Regions from separate parts of the Mus musculus genome. Here region 2 is linked to region 1. A link is a contact called in public HiChIP or PLAC-seq data. All regions are on one chromosome and are shown on one strand. The core of a region is the stretch at or near the end of the contact, and the rest is flanking DNA. Distances in the headings are between cores, read along the strand shown.

The links. HiChIP or PLAC-seq counts read pairs in DNA pulled down with a chosen protein or histone mark.
Region 2: a contact with region 1 is called in an H3K4me3 HiChIP or PLAC-seq map of bone marrow-derived macrophages, with 4 times the contacts expected there. The contact joins the promoter of Eaf1 here to the enhancer-like site in region 1. A contact is called at or near these places in 12 of 39 promoter capture datasets (the 3T3-L1 cell line, 3T3-L1-derived adipocytes, the C10 cell line and 9 more), 1 of 15 datasets of contacts at CTCF or cohesin (CD8 T cells), 6 of 484 Hi-C or Micro-C datasets (bone marrow-derived macrophages, embryonic fibroblasts, muscle stem cells and 2 more), 28 of 115 datasets of contacts at active chromatin or transcription factors (CD8 T cells, the HPC-7 cell line, the NIH/3T3 cell line and 20 more) and 4 of 9 other capture datasets (adipose tissue, liver, macrophages and 1 more).

What each region holds. Positions count from the first base shown.
Region 1 is chr14:31,372,304-31,379,993 of GRCm38.p6, forward strand. It overlaps Sh3bp5 (SH3-domain binding protein 5 (BTK-associated)), which reads right to left. Exons shown (of 9, transcript NM_011894.3): 5 at 7,086-7,216; 6 at 5,975-6,017; 7 at 5,088-5,307; 8 at 3,301-3,561; 9 at 311-2,898. The coding sequence ends at 2,681. Among named protein-coding and RNA genes, the nearest start is that of Capn7, 40 kb to the left of the region's middle. Within about 2 kb of position 4,203, at least 11 of the 459 cell types and tissues checked have an H3K27ac peak or open chromatin away from gene starts, as enhancers often do. A contact at or near this core is called in bone marrow-derived macrophages, extraembryonic endoderm stem cells and microglia, where this site is marked.
Region 2 is chr14:31,492,405-31,500,094 of GRCm38.p6, forward strand. It overlaps Eaf1 (ELL associated factor 1), which reads left to right and starts at 2,675. Exons shown (of 6, transcript NM_028932.4): 1 at 2,675-2,967; 2 at 5,305-5,399. The coding sequence starts at 2,865. Mettl6 (methyltransferase like 6) reads right to left here and starts at 2,636. Exons shown (of 6, transcript NM_025907.4): 1 at 2,498-2,636; 2 at 1,193-1,560; 3 at 1-52. The coding sequence starts at 1,417.

The sequences.
Region 1 (7,690 bases), core at 2,953-5,452:
TTCAAGAATGCCATAAATACAGAATAGAGAAATAGCTAGGAGTTATTTTTTACTATGAACTTATTTACCTTGCATATTCTTTTTAATCTTCTCATTGGCTTTATTATTGCTTTTTACGACAGGGGAAACAAGCCTGAACGATCTTGCTTTAGGTTCAAAAGCTTTTACCCGGGGCTGCCCTGATTTAGTGGTCCAGCTGCTTTCTATGTGGGGACAGCAGGCTGGAATTGGTAGTAGGAATGTGACTCTATTGAATCAGAAGCACCATTGTGGAACAGATTTTAAAATGAGAAATAGCTAGAGAGAGGAAGGTGGTTCAGGTATCTAATTTCAATATACGCATAGATGCTCAGACTTAAAGAAGAAACTCCCCTTATCCCCCACCCTCACCCCACACACAAGGTAAAGGAAATTATCAATATTCTAGAATTAGTAGTACATGGTTCAGTTATTGTGGTCACCTCAAAAAATACATGAGAGCTGGAGGGTCAAAAACTGAAATTGGCTAAATTTCAGAAATGGTAACTTGAGAGACATGGAGAAGGACAGGTGTGAGAGTGAGTCCCCAACATGGCAGAGGAGGCTGAGATGACAAGAGTGGCACTGCTCTAACCTAGAAGCGTGAAGGGAGACAGGCGAGGAAGTGACCATGAAGCAGGGTCGAAGGTTTCTGACTTCCTGCTGTGGGAGACAGGGTGAGGGGAACCAAAGCAGGAAGGCATACTGTGAAACGCCTGTGCCCACAGAAGGGATATAGCACTAAACTTCCCAACACGAGAATATTCTGTCTTCTAGTCTCTGCCAGAAATAGACAAACTACACAACTTTACCTCAGAAATGTTGACAGGAAGGGGGAATGAGCAGCGCCTCACTGCCAGAACAGAGCAATTGAAAGGGACTCCCACCAACTCTGAGATGGAATTTAACAGGCAAAGCACTTATGATCACTTGGCACTTAATCCCACAGCACATTTCAGTGTGTGGCATATACATTATAAAGTCCACTACTGGGGGCTGGAGAGATGGTCAATGGTTAAGAGCACTGACTGCTCTTCCAAAGGTCCTGAGTTCAATTCCCAGCAACCACATGGTGGCTCACAGCCATCTGTAATGGAATCTGATGCTCTCTTCTGGTTTGTCTGAAGACAGCTACTCTCAGATTTCCATTAGAAAAAGTACCTTAGTGCCACAAATTAAATCAGACTGAGTAGATGAGACCATTTAACAGTATGTCCCCCTGCCCCTAAGACTATGCTGACCAGTGAAACTAAAAGCTTCTCTTCTCGGGACTGTCACCTGGAACTGCCCGCCTGTCTCTTCTCAGTGCTCACCTTTGTAACAGCAAAAGTGGGAATTCTAATCCAGACCTTGGTGTGTGAGCTAAAATTTCCAGGCTCCATCATCACCTTACCTGAAAAGGAGAGCAGATGCCCCAACAACCAAGGCAAGAGGAGAAGACAGACAACAGTGGACTTTCTCATCGGAAGTCACAAAGTCTTCTCGGCTTTTATTACACCCAAGGTAATAAAACAAGTACAAAATAACCTTGTAATAAGGATACTGTGTCCATCAATAAAAAAGAAACCACTAGTGTATGAAGAGCTATACACACATGGCTAAAATTAATAGTTGTAAATGGGGAGTTGTTTTCTTTTTTTTTTTCTTTCAGAAATGGTAGATTAATAAAACAGGACAAATAAAATACAGTGCTCTAAATATGCATAACCATAAACACTAAGTCTATACACTACTATTAGCATAACAGATCCATTGCTTCTATTTACCAACCATGCCCATTCCCTCCTAGCTTTAAGGACAGCTTCCTCTAAGGAATACTAGGTGCAGCATAAACCTTAAATAATCTCAGGTATTGTAGGAGTTACAGTCTACAGAGAAATGAACTCCTTGTCAATCTAGATAAGAGCAATGCCAACCATTCCTCACATGCACTTCTCTTAGAATAAAGCCCCTTGGCTAGCAGGCTAAGCTCAGGCTACAAACTGCCCCCAGCCACACATCCCCTCTATGATATCTACGTCCCCACATTGGCATTCACCGTCCCCACCCCTAAAAAGTGCAGTTCCTGGTAGCTTTCCTAGGAAATGGTTCAACAGGTTTCCCAGAAGACACGCTTCTGAAAGCCCCTCTGAGCGAGCACCAGTGGTGGTGATGAGGAACTGTGTTCCTGCACTGTAGTTACAGCAGTGTGTTCTGAACACTTGAGTTTGTGTGTGTGTGTGTGTGTGATTTTTAAAATTATCTTGGTGCCCTGTGATGTAATGGAGAGAACATCTGTTTCCCCAAGAAGAAGAGGAAGTGGGGATAGAGATGAAGGCTGGTGACCCCAGTCTGGCTAAGTGTCCAGCTCTCCTCCTGGCCCTGCAGGTTCTTTCTCAGAAACTAGTTATTGCTTCCACGCTGCCGCTACAGGGAATGCTCTGCAAAGACCGTGACCCTCCCTGGTCACGGTTTACCTGCAATGGCTCTGCTCTGAAAAGCACACCAGCCCAAGAGCTCTTACCAGAGGGAAAATGTTTAGCCCTCAAGGTCACTGAAACTTGGTTAGTGCAGTTTAGAGTAAATGCATACTATTTGGCTTATGTTAAATGATTATTGGCACAATGTTCTTGAATTTCATGTATAAATATGATCTGCACATAGGCCATAGCCCTTGGGTGGATCAGCCAATCTGCACCATTTTTATGTCAGCAATAATTCCATCTCTTCCTTTTGAGCACTGTAGGGAGAGCTGCTTCATCCGGGTTTCCAAGGCCTGGCTCTCAAGGGACGTGCTGCTTTGGCTCCTGCTCCTGCCACTGCCACCGTTGGTGCTGCCGAGAACACGGTTGTTGTTGGCTTTGTCACTCATTTTATTCTCGGCCCCTTCTGCTCTGTCTCCTGCAGAGATACAAAGATTGCCAAATGGGGGTGGTCAGTTTCAAGAGTTCCATAGGCACCAGCATCGGCCACCTGAGCCCTCTGCCATTCCTGCTGTCCACCATACATCTCAGAGGTTCTCCAGCACTGGGTGGCACACTACATGCACTCACTAATCTGTTCTTTAGAGATGAGATGTACCATTGTCATTTTGTAGCTAGGAAGCGAACCTCTCCAACAGGAACTTGCCGAGAGGATTGTTCTTAGGGGAGACATGGGACCTAAGTTCTGCTTGGTTGAAGTTGGCCAGGACTGTAGAAGTGCCCTTGAAAGTAATCTGAGTGATCCATCCCACTGTATGTTCTCAGGGCCCCTGAGACCTGGCAAAGGTATGGACAGTGCACAAGTTGAGCTGCAACCTACCTCGTTCAACCTCACATTCAGGGGAGGAGGCCCCACTGCATTCACTTCGAGGACCCAGTATTGGGAACATCATCCCAAATTCTGACAGGGACACAGGGCTAGGCAGATCCAGACTGCCAGGCCTTGCCACTGCAGGGAACTGATCAGGCATTTCAGACGGACTCGTCGGTCCCGAACTAAAGCTGGACACAGACTGGGTTTCCGAGTCATCTTCAGACACCAAGTTGCTGCAGTTGTCATCTTCAAAGGCTTCTGATGCCACTGTGATGAGAGAGGACATCAATCACATGGGATCTGCCAGGTAGTAGCCCAGTCCCTTAAATGCCTGCAGACATGCTCTCTGCTGGACATGCTCACACAACATGGAGTCTGCAGGACCTGCATCGCACCTGAACCTGTCTGACCAGCCTCCAGAACAGTTTGAAAGGAAGCGGCTTGTCCAGCATATACAAAGGCCTGAGTTCCATCCCCAGCGCCGAAGGAAAGGGGAAGGTAAATTCAGACTAGCCCTTTGTAATGTAGCCTATACTAGGCAGAAGGAAGACGGAAGCAGCAAGAGCTGCTGGAAGGAGGGGCAGGCCGGGGTGGGATGTCTGATAACTTCTGATCTCAACAGACACGCTACAAAGTACAGTGCTCCTTTCCAGTACTCTAACTGACTCTGAGTTTGTGGACAGAATAACCGAGGCTCAGAGACAGGCCATTCTTGTTTTCAAAGCCTCTTCAGCCTGCACTATCACTTTTAAGATCCTTCCCAGTTCCCATTGTGCCTGTGACTGTTTAAACATGGCCTAGCGTTCCAGAGTGGATTGATACAAGTGCTGTGCTAGGAAATGGGTCCAGATCTGAACTCATATCCTAACGCCACTGCTGACTGTGTGGCCTTGTAAGTCACTTGACTGCCCAGCTTCGGGATGCTCTGTGCACAGGATTAATGAGGTAATATGTAAAGTAACTCAGTACATAGGCATTGGTTACATTTTAGTTTCATTTCCCTTCAAACTGGCAATTCAGCATTTGTTGATGGCCTTTAACACTTGGTGGGGCCAGAGATGCTCTTCTAGAGGACCCAGGATTGATTTCCAGCACTTACATGGCAGCTAATAACTAATTCCACAAGACCCAGTGTCCTCTTCTGATAGCAGGCAATTATGTGGTATACATAGATTCATGTGGGAAAGATACAAATTATTTTTCTTAAATAATAGTAATAAGGAAAAGAAAAAAAAAGAGTTGCTGAGGAGGAAGCCTAAGCACACAGGAAAGGGAGAGCTATGAGGTAGTGTTCTTGTCAGTAGTTTTCTTGATTAACGGAAGCTAGGTCAATCCTATCATTTCTGCACAGGATATCCCTGAGCAGAGGAGACCCGTGTGCTCAGACCCTAGGGAGAGCTGCCAGGTATCTCCTCAGCACCCTGTGTAGCAGAGTAGACCCTCATGCAGCTGACACAGCAAACACATCAAGGCCCCTCTGTCCCCCATCATTGGTGAAATGGGAACTGAATCAAATCTGGATCCCAAGTCCCTATTACACCTTTCCTCAGAACTCCTTAAAGGCTTGAATGCTCTCCTGTGTACTTAGACTGCCTGAGACGGGGAGAGGTAGAACATTTCCCAATCTTACTGGACCACAGAACGCTAATACTCAGTAGCAATCAAATGAGCACAGCGTCCCACAATACATGAGAAACCACCAAAACAGCCTGTAGGCTGCCCAGCGCTCACATTCATCTGTGATGGGCAAAGAAAGCAGATCACACACACTGATCCCTGCTGGTCAGACTTACCAGAAATGGCGTCAGGCTCAGGTTTGCTTACAGGCAGGTTCTCCACTGAGGCGATGCTGCCCTCTGCCCCCACGCCACAGCCCCGGGGCCCCATGGCATTGGAACGCCGCCGCTCGTGTATCTCATCTGAGATCCTCTCCAGGCTCTTCAGGGCTGCCTTGTACTCGCCCTTTGCCAGGGCCAGCTTGGCCTGAAGGTCATCCACCGTCTTCTTCAGTTGCTGAATTGGAAGATGGGGGACTTGGTAAGCCAACGTGGCCCTGGATGTCCCCACTGATGGAGGGGGTGACACATGATTACAACACAAAAGAACTTCTTGACACACCCAAGATAATTGACTAGAGAAGGATCCAGTGACTTTCACTCATGGCTCCCCATTCAATGTGAAGAGCATCTCTTTCATCTCCACACCAGGCCATAAGACAGACGAGAATATGCAGATGGTCACTAATAGAATGCAGCCCTCATGGGAGGAATGGTAGACACATTAAGTCCTGCAGCCTCCTCACTTGGTTCCTGATAGAAGTTCCTGGCCCATATCTGAATCACTTGTAGGGTCATTTACAATGCAGATAGGTTCTGACATAGGGTGGGGAGCCTGGGTACTCTACCAGAATGTTCTTAGGGCAGCTTGTCTTGGGCACTCACACTGAGACCTAATAAAGGCTGGCACAATACAACAAGCAGTTGAGAGCGCGCAAATGCTGATAGCGCTGGACAACACGCAACACCCAAGACCATGTTGAGAACTGAAGTCTAGAACTATGTTTCTCCATTCTCCCCTCACAGCAGGACATTTAAGGCCTAGTACCACGTTAAAGTTGAATTTTGAATTTGAGGAGGGGTGGGGAACAAAATATTAGTGACAAATACAAGGTCACACATACCTCAAGCTGCACGTAGTACTTTGCCTTTAGCTCAAAATAAGGCCTGTAGAAGACAGAAAAAAATAAAAAAAACCCTGTAAGAATATGATCTCATGAATTCTAGATCCATCCATTACAGCTAGTCAGGCCATTCAGCATATAGGCCACCAGCAGAGCTGTTGGCTAATCCAAGGAAGCCCGTCTCAAGATTTTGGAAACTTTATTCCCTGGCTTGTTTTGCTCTGTAGGGTGGCTGCTTTGGCCTACTGGGGCTGAGAAACAGGCTGCTTAAAATACTCCCTCTGCTGAGACCAACTATGGAAGAAAGCAACGCCACTCCCTGACAGCTGGGCCTAGCAGGACCGCTGTTTCTTCAACTTCAAATCAGCCCTCCTGTACAGTAACCAAGGCTAGACAACTAGTAGACTAGGCTAGACAACTAGTAGACTAGGTTACAGGCAAGGAAAATGATAAGTGCCATGCACTCTGGGTCAGACAGAAGAACTGGTACTTTGTAGCAGCTTTGGTGTCTGAGCTGTTTCTCCTCCATCAAATTCCTAAGTCCTGCGTCTGTAATTGCTAATGGCAACACCTTGCAGGACCCCTCTGCTATGTAAGGAAAATCTGAAGCTTGGGCATAAGCTCCCTTTAGTGGCCAGCACTGGTGTACAGAATATGTGGTAGATGTATGAGATGTCCAGGTGAAAGATGTAAACATGGATGCCAAAGAGGGAGAACAGGGCAGAGTGTCATCAAAGCGACAGGAAGACAGAGTGAGCCCCCTGGAGCCCTGAAGTCATTCCATGGGGACAAGGAGTGGTATGTAGGCAGACAAGTGTCACCAAACAAAACAATAACATGGAAACGTTGGCAGAATGTGACCACAGAAAGTCTGTTTCCTTAACCTTGTTAGTGATGAGTGAGCATGGTGTGAGAGAAGTGGACAGAGGGCACCAGGGACGTTAAGGCTCCAGGTGCTCACACCAAACAAAGCAACCTGCAGAGCAGATGCAGACTACTACTGGGGGACAGCTCGCTGAGCAGGGAACTCCAGGGCCTACATAAAAGCACTTGCTCGACAGTCCCCCGTGGGAGTACATAAAAGGAGCAGCCGCAGAAGAGCCGGACTTACTTGGACTTGTTGATGGCTCGCTTGAGTTTCTTCTCCAGCTGGCGCATGCGACCCATGGCAGCGTTGTACCTGGCTGCCGTCTCCTTGTGTACTAGCTCACTCCTTGTCTTGGTCTGCTCGGCCTCCATGACCTTCCAAACAACAGCAGAGACAAGCCAGGTCAGGCCCAGAACAGCTCCTGACTTATACTGTGTACACTCATTTCATTTTAAAAAAGAAGTCCCTGAGTAAATCAATAGGAAGACAGATTAAATTTCAATAAAATAGGATCTGCTTTCTTCCTGATCTGTTCTGGAAAAGCCTGTCAGATAACAAACCCAAGGTGGCTATGACAGTGACTGGGAAAGAAAATAGAAGAAAAAAAAAAATCTTGAGAAAATTTTGAAATACTCAGATTCAACCTATACCTACTTTTTTTCTGCTCAGGCATGTAGAACTTGTGGGAGCCCTGGGGCCAGCCTGATGGACAAGCAAATGGCCAAAAAGCCCAAGAGCTACCTAACTAAAAGAACATCAAGACTAAAACAAGCATCAAAATTAGGCACAACAGCAGAAAAGCCAGCGGGGCAGTCTTTCCCCAAAGTCCTCAGATTAGCTAGGCACAG
Region 2 (7,690 bases), core at 1,425-3,924, 120 kb after region 1:
AGTTCCCAACCCCACAGCCAGCCTCCAACAAAGTCAATTTTTGACCTTCATACTGAGGAATGAGAACACAGAAGTTATAACACATTGCGTTTGCATAATAAACATACCAAGCTAAAATGTTCAGTAGGCACGAGATGTCTCTGACCTCAAGAGGCAGATACTAAACAACAGAGCTAGTGAGAAAAAGTTAAACACTGGCACCTCATTTATAATCATTCGACAATGGGCAGTTAGTTCAGTGTGAAAAATAAGGCAGCCACAGCACAGTGCATACACTCTGGGCTAACCTCCTCCTCAAATCCCAACTCCTCTTTTGCCCCTGGATTCCATCCTCGGGCAACTCACTTCTATAGCTCTGTGCCTCAATCGTTTTTCCTGCAAACAGGAACAACACGAATGCACTTCAGAGAGTTGCTATGAAGCTTAACTAAGGGAACAGATGCAAAATTCTTAGAAAACAGTACAGCAAATGTTCATTAACTACCAAGCAGCTTCAATCTGTCACTAAAGTGTAGTCTGAATATTTACTATTTCTAACCTTCACATCAGCTTTAACTAAGCAGAAAGCATTAGGGGGCTGGAGAGACGGCTCAGTGGTTAGGAGAACACATGTTCAATTCCCTGCATTCATATGGCCACCTACAACTGCCTGTAATTCCAGTTCTGGTGGCCCTGACACCCTCTTCTGACTTCCACAGACACTAGACATGCATATGGTACATAGATATACATGCAAGCAAAACACCCATATGCATAATAAAATAAACAAATCTAAAAAGAAAACCTTAAAGCTCTGTTTTCTATTAAACAGCCCAGACATTGCTAAACATACTTGAAACAAATCAGAACTCTCCATAGGTACATTCTGACAGACGTCCTAATTTTCTTTAGGGTAGCTCAGTCAGTAAAGTGCTTGCCACACAACCACTAGCACTCAGGTAAAAAACTGGACGTGGTGCCGCACAGTTGGAATCTCATTCTAGGAAGGCTCCCTGGGGATTACTGGCTATCTAGCCCAAGCTAATCTGTGTGCCCCAAGTCTACTGAGAGACCCTGTTTCAAAAAACAAGACAGCTCCTGAGAAACGGCACCTAAGGGTGCCATCTGGGAGCACTCTCTACATGTAACAAAGGACCTCTCTTCTAGGCATCATAAATGAAGATGGCTCGAGCCAGGAGAAACCCCAGCCTACCTCCCTACATGATCTCAACTCCTCAAACTCTCTGGTGGTCCAGTGTCTGTCCTTGAAAAAATTGGTACTGTTTCTTTTATAAAAAAGGTCCCAGTTCTTCTGAGCCTCTTTTTCCAGTTTTTGCTGTTTAAAAGCAGACACCAAAGCTTGGTCTCTTTTCAGTTTCTCCTCTTCTTCAGTGCTAAGAATCCTTGCTTGCAGTCCTTTCCTTTGGAAAGAAGCCATTGTAGTTGCCGGAAACACATTCAATGCTGCTATAGGTCCTCTGTTCTTCAACCATCTGAACAAACGATGCTGAGATTGTAGACACTGGAGTTTCTCTGATGCAGTTTCCCCAGGTGACTTTCCAGCTCCAACAGGATACGATGCTACTTAGGAAAGAGAAAGGGGGGGAGGGGGTTGACTGATTGATTCTGACTAGTGATTCTCTAACAACCTGCCTGCTTCTCTCCCCATCCTGTTCATCTGAGCCAGGGGCTGTCCCTGAAGCCCAGCCTGTCCCTTGAATGTACTTCCTCTTGCCTCATCCTCCCAACTCGGGTGACCAGGGCCTCATCAAGCTAGATCGTTCTTTATTATTTCTAGAGCTTGGATTCTAAACGAGTCCAAGACTCGGGGAGAGGTTCCCGGAGGGCTCTTTAAGGCTCCGGGGTCAATTCACTTAACACTCCCGAGATGCTGACTCTGCCCAACACCCTGCCGGGGTCTGGAGAGGTCATAAAGACCAAGACAGTCTCTACTGCATAGAGCTTACTACACTCAGAGACCAGAACTCTCACGGACCGGACTCCCAATTCAAATCAGATGAGCCAAGTACTACAAGAAATAGGTTTACTTAGGGCAAAGGGACGCATCCACGAGTTGACTGAGAAAATGTGAGAAAAAAAAATTCTCATCAACGTTCAGTGCCCGTGGGAAACGTGACTTCAAAACAACGGCAACAACCGCCCTAACCGAAAGCGGGTAGACGATTGCCTAACAGACACGGGATCGCGGGGGGGCTAAGGAGGTGACGGAGCTGATCCGGAGAGGCCGGGGTTTCTGATCGTACCCATAAACTGAAGGAAGCGTCGTCGGCCAGGAGAACTGAAATCCTCTCATCGCAACCATGGAGCGAAGTAGGGGGAAGGGTGACTGAGGTCCCGAGAACCGTCATCGCTCTCTGAACCCTCGGATAAAGCAGGCCGCTAGGGTCTCGGGCATGTCCAGGGACACTCATACCTACATTCAAACTCGCGTCCACTCAGTTCCCCACGCTCTGAGCTCCCAGGGTCCCCAGCAAAGAACAGGTCAGGGCGCACTCACCCGTCAGTCAAGCCCAGGCGTCGGCAGCAGAATCTTCTAGCTGACCTGGGCTCCTCCTTAGACCAGAAAACTGTGGGCTGCAGCAGTCCCGGAGAACTCTCTCTCCATGGCACTGCCCCCGCTATTTCCGTTGGGGAGACGGAAGTCCCTCCCCAATGCCGGAAGTGCAGCGGCCTTACTTCCGCAGAGTCTCTCGAGACGCGGAGTAGATTGGTTTCCGGCCCCGGGTGGGCGCGGACTTGGTTCAGTGCGCGCTCCGGAGCGGTGTCCCGGGAGCGCGGTCCTGCGGGCCGCTTGCGCGGGGATCCGGGGGGACTGCGGCCGCGCGAGGAGAGCTCCAATCCGGGTGCCGGGCAAGTGCAAGGCCATGAACGGCACGGCGAACCCGCTGCTGGACCGGGAGGAACACTGTCTGCGGCTAGGGGAAAGCTTCGAGAAGCGGCCGCGGGCCTCCTTCCACACGATTCGCTGTGAGTGAGCGCCCCTCCAGGTTCACTTGGGGCTCCCTGGCCGCCACGTGCAAGCCCAGACTCCCCTGGCTAATCCCGGCTCGAAAGCGTCGCTTTCCTTACCTCTCATCCCTTAGCCTCTGGAACTTCGATCTGCTCTTTTACTTTGAAATCTCTTCTCCCAAACCAAACCTCTGATTGCTGCCAACTATTCTTTTACTTTACAGTCTCAAATACCACTTCAGAAAGTCATAGCCCCTTTATTTCAAATTCCCCTTCCCAGCCCTTAAGCCAAACTTTTCTCCTTTAGTAGCGATGCCCATTTCTCCTCCCTTGTGTCCCCGTTCTCTTTGTCGAATTCTTCCATCAGGGCTCTTGCCCTGGAAAAGTCTTCCGTTTGCTACGAGTGTCGTTTACTTCATTCCTTCCCTTGCTCCTTTCCCCTTGCTCTTGGTCTCCTCCACAGCCAGGGAACCTGCATTCTTCGTGCCACCCATAAGGTTTCTTCTTCCTCTCTGCTTATGACACTGATTTTGTTGTTGTTGCTGTTCGAGACAGTCTTACTAGTGATGCTGGCCTAGAAATTACTATATAATTCAGGCCAGCGCTGAACATGCTGCAGTCCTCCTACCTCAGCTTCTGTGGTGCTGAAAATATGGACCTGATCCACCATACCTAGCTAGATTAATGTCACCTACTTCACCTTAACTTCTGGGCCAACTCACTTGTGGGTGAAGAATAAAATTAGAGTTTGTGCATCTGGCATAAATTAAAGCCTGATCTATGTTTGGAAAATGAAGAAGGCAGCATAAGGAATGTGGAAAGAGTCATTATGTTGGGCCCTTTCCTACGTGATTATAGACTCTGAAAGGGGTATTGCCACTGTGTGTCCTGAGTCAGGACATGGCTGACCAAACCAAGCACATCCCTGTGAATCACAGGCGTCGGGTTTCCGGTAGCGTTAGTGTGGGTTAAGACCTGCTTTGTCATGGGAGCTAATCGATGTGACTCAACACACAGGCAGGGGGGTGTGTTAGATATTAAAGTCCCATCTCTGTGTGGCCTCTTGTCACATAGCTGCATCTGTGCTTTGCACCCACAGCAGACTCAGCTGTTGCAGAGAGACAGTACTGGGGAAACGATAAGATTGTCATTTCCCAGTTGACTAATTTGTTCCTCCACAGAAGAGCAGTGTAAGTTTAAGTGCAATTCTGCACATGTGCTCCTGGCCTGCAGTTTGAGTCAGGTGCGAAGTAAAATGGCTGTTCCTATTGTGTAAGTGTAATTTGCAAGAATAAGCAGGGTAATTTCTGGAGTTCGCCAGTCTGCTTCTGAACATAGCCAGACTTTTTTCCCCCACCAAAATGAGAACTTGAATGTGGCATGTTCTATTTTAGAACATTTCTGTGCAAAAAGAGGCCAACCTCATGTGGCCTGCTGTGTCTTATGTAGGATTTATAGTTAAGAATGTCTGCTGAAAGCAGGCAGAGGTGTTGCACGCCATCCCAGCACTTGGGAGGCAGAGGCAGGCAGATTTCTAAGTTCGAGGTCAGCCTGGTCTATGAGTTCCAGGACAGCCAGGGCTATACAGAGAAATCCCTGTCTCGAACCCTCCTCCCCCCCCCCCCAAAAAAAGAATGTTTGCTGTGTTGCTTTTATACACACAGTTTTTATATACACAGTTCTGGTATTACCTTATTATGGATGGTGAGATGTTAATTGTGTGCCTGACACTTGGAAGAAGGGATTGTCTTACATTAACATAAGAGAGTGTAAGTTTCAGAGAGTATATAAGTTTCAGCTCCCTGTACTAAATGATGGTATAGTTGAAGGCAGCGTATATAGAGGTGTTTCTGAGTTGATAACTATTGGGTGAGAGCATTTGGGGCTCATTATTACCGTGAATGAAGCATATGAAGTTTTCTATGACAAAGTCTTTTAGAATTGTAAATGAGAGGGCTGGGGAGTTGGTTCAGTCTGTGAAGTACTTGATATGAAAATATGAATATCCGGGTTGGAATCCACATAAAGGAGCCACAGGATAAACAGTTCCTATCTCAGTGCCAGAAATATTGAGACAGAAGGATTACTGGGGACCCACCGGCCAGCTGGCCTTGCCTGTTCAGTGAGTTCCAGGCTAATGAGAGACCCTGGTCAAAAAAACCAAGACAAATAGTACTTAAGAGATTATCTAAAGCTGTCTTCCATAGGTACCTGCAGATATTTGTACACATGTACCTGTGCATATACAGGCACATAAAGGCATTCTCAACTGCTTTTATTTAATCTGAAATTAAAATGCCCAAGAAGTCTTCATTTTCAGCCACCCAGTGGGAAATATCCATTGTTTCCTTTTAGACGATTTTAAGCCAGCATCAATAGACACTTCCTGTGAAGGAGAACTCCAGGTTGGCAAAGGAGATGAAGTCACCATTACGCTGCCACACATCCCTGTAAGTTGTTTCCAATGTTGATCTAATGTAACGACCTTGTGTTTTATTTACAGTTCAAATTTCCTTCTATTTATTTATTTATTTATTTATTTATTTTAAATGTTTAGAGAGCTAACGTAAGTAAAAAAGGAATTTAGGAGTCAGATGGGTTCTTACTCATGCGTCTTGGGACTTGGTTTAGGTAGTTCTTTGTCTCTAGTCTTTACTCCCCATCTCTGTCCAATATATAGTATAGTAGGCAAGGTTCCGTCTAGACAGTGGCCCCTTTGCTAGACATATATAACACTTATCCCAAGCAGTTCTGGAGAAAAGGGCCCTATGTGCCCTGCATAGCAATAGCAGCTCCTGAACATAGAACAGCCAGAAGGCAGGCCAGGAGCCAGAGTGACATCTCTATATTTAGTAAGGGATCCGGTGCAGGCTGATGGTCCTAGGCAGGAACCAAAGTTTGGAACACTCAGCTAATTTAGGGGTGAAGAACTCAGTTAAAAGCTGCACCAAAGACTTGGAAGAAAAGACTTTGTACTGTAAGGCTCTCTTCAGGGCAGCACTGTGAGTCTGGGGTGGTAGCTCAGTGATAGAGGTCTTGCCTTGCACGCATGAGGTCTTAGGGTCAATTCCCAGTTCAGCCAAAGGAAAACAGAAGGGAGACCTGTGTTTGCGTTCACGACACCTTGGGCTGGGGAGATGGCTTGAGGAAATGAAGTACTCAAGCAGGAGGACTGGAGTTTGGGTGCCTCAGAACCCATGTAAAAACCATGGCAGACATGGCAGCTGCTGTGAGCCCACAGTCACAGATAAGGACATGGTATCCCCTGGGCAAGCTGTCTAGCTAGACTTAGTTGGATTGAGCAAAAGAACCTGCCTCAAAAAAGAAAAGTGGAGAGTGATTGAGGAGGGAGCCTGATGTCAGCTTTGGGCTTTTAGGTGCATGTAGATACACACATGCACCTGTACCTATTTCTGCCCACACACAGAAAACACGAGAAAACACGTGTACATGCACACACACACAGAAGAAATAAACAGAAAACAGTTAGACTAGAAAAGCTCCTTAGTACGTGTCACGGCTCTGTCCTCAGACACAGCAAGTTCTGTAACTGGTGACAGAGTGCAGACTGCAGCAAACCTGGAAGCCCTGGAGCAGAGGGAACAGCCTTTTCATCTGAACTCCTGTTTCATTACATGTTGCCCATGGAAGATTACATCATCTCCCATTGGACCTGAGTTTCCCAAGTGAAAAATGAAGGGGTTAGGTACATGGTCCCTATGCACCCTTCAGACTTAAGTTTCTACTGTGCAGTTAAGGGGCTGAAGAGCCAAGCAATTTAGTTTGCTGTTGTTTTGTTTTGTGCTTCTATAAATTCTGAACAACAAGTTAAATCTTATATTTAACAAATATTAAATCAGTGTCCAGTGTAGGAGCCCATTAGTGGGCTCTAAGAATTAACTTTAAACCAAATGAGTACATTTCCTGATGTTGTGCAGCTTAGGGTCTGGAATTTAAATATAGGAATATATAGTAGCTGCTGGATACGATGCTTTCCTGTAATCCTAGCCTTTGAGAGGTGGAAGCAAGGTGGTTGAGAGTATAAGGCTAGCATGGGCTACGTGAGACCCTGTTTCAAAACCAAACCAAAATAAACACTTGTGGAAAACCAGAGAAGAGTTATTTGAACTTAACAGAAGATCGAGTAATTTACATAGTGTCAAAATATAGCAGGCAGAAGGCCAGTTTCAGCCCTGAAGCAGGAAAAAGAGCCTCTTACTTCCTAAAGACCTCAGAGCCCAGAGATGGGTGGTGGGGTCAGGCCCTGCCTTAAATTCATTATCCTTTGCCTTGCGAGCAGCATGGGAGCCATTGAAAGGCTTGGGGTGATGGCTAAGTAACATGGGCTCCACTCACTCAGCTGAAGGGCTGGCCACCCTTGGAGAAAGCTGCCTGGGTTATTTGCATGAAGGGGAAGCCCTGGGCTCTTCCATTACAAAGAAATACAAAGATCACTCCCTCCTCTAACCAGTTAGTAATAGCTCTGTGTAGTGTAGGGCAAGGTGAATTGTCCTCAGTTTGGGCATTGCTGTTCTTTGAACTATTTGCCCACATTAGTAAAGAGTTGCCTAGTAGCTTAAAGTTTTTATGTTCTATTTCTTGAATCCCTAAAACCAGGTGCTTACTATAACTGCTCCTTTCTTTTGCCTGGAAAGCTGGGGGAGTCAGACAGAGATCAGTCATCTGCCCCTTCTGCGCAGGTCTGATGATGGATTAGGGGACCGTTCGTAATTGGTGTATT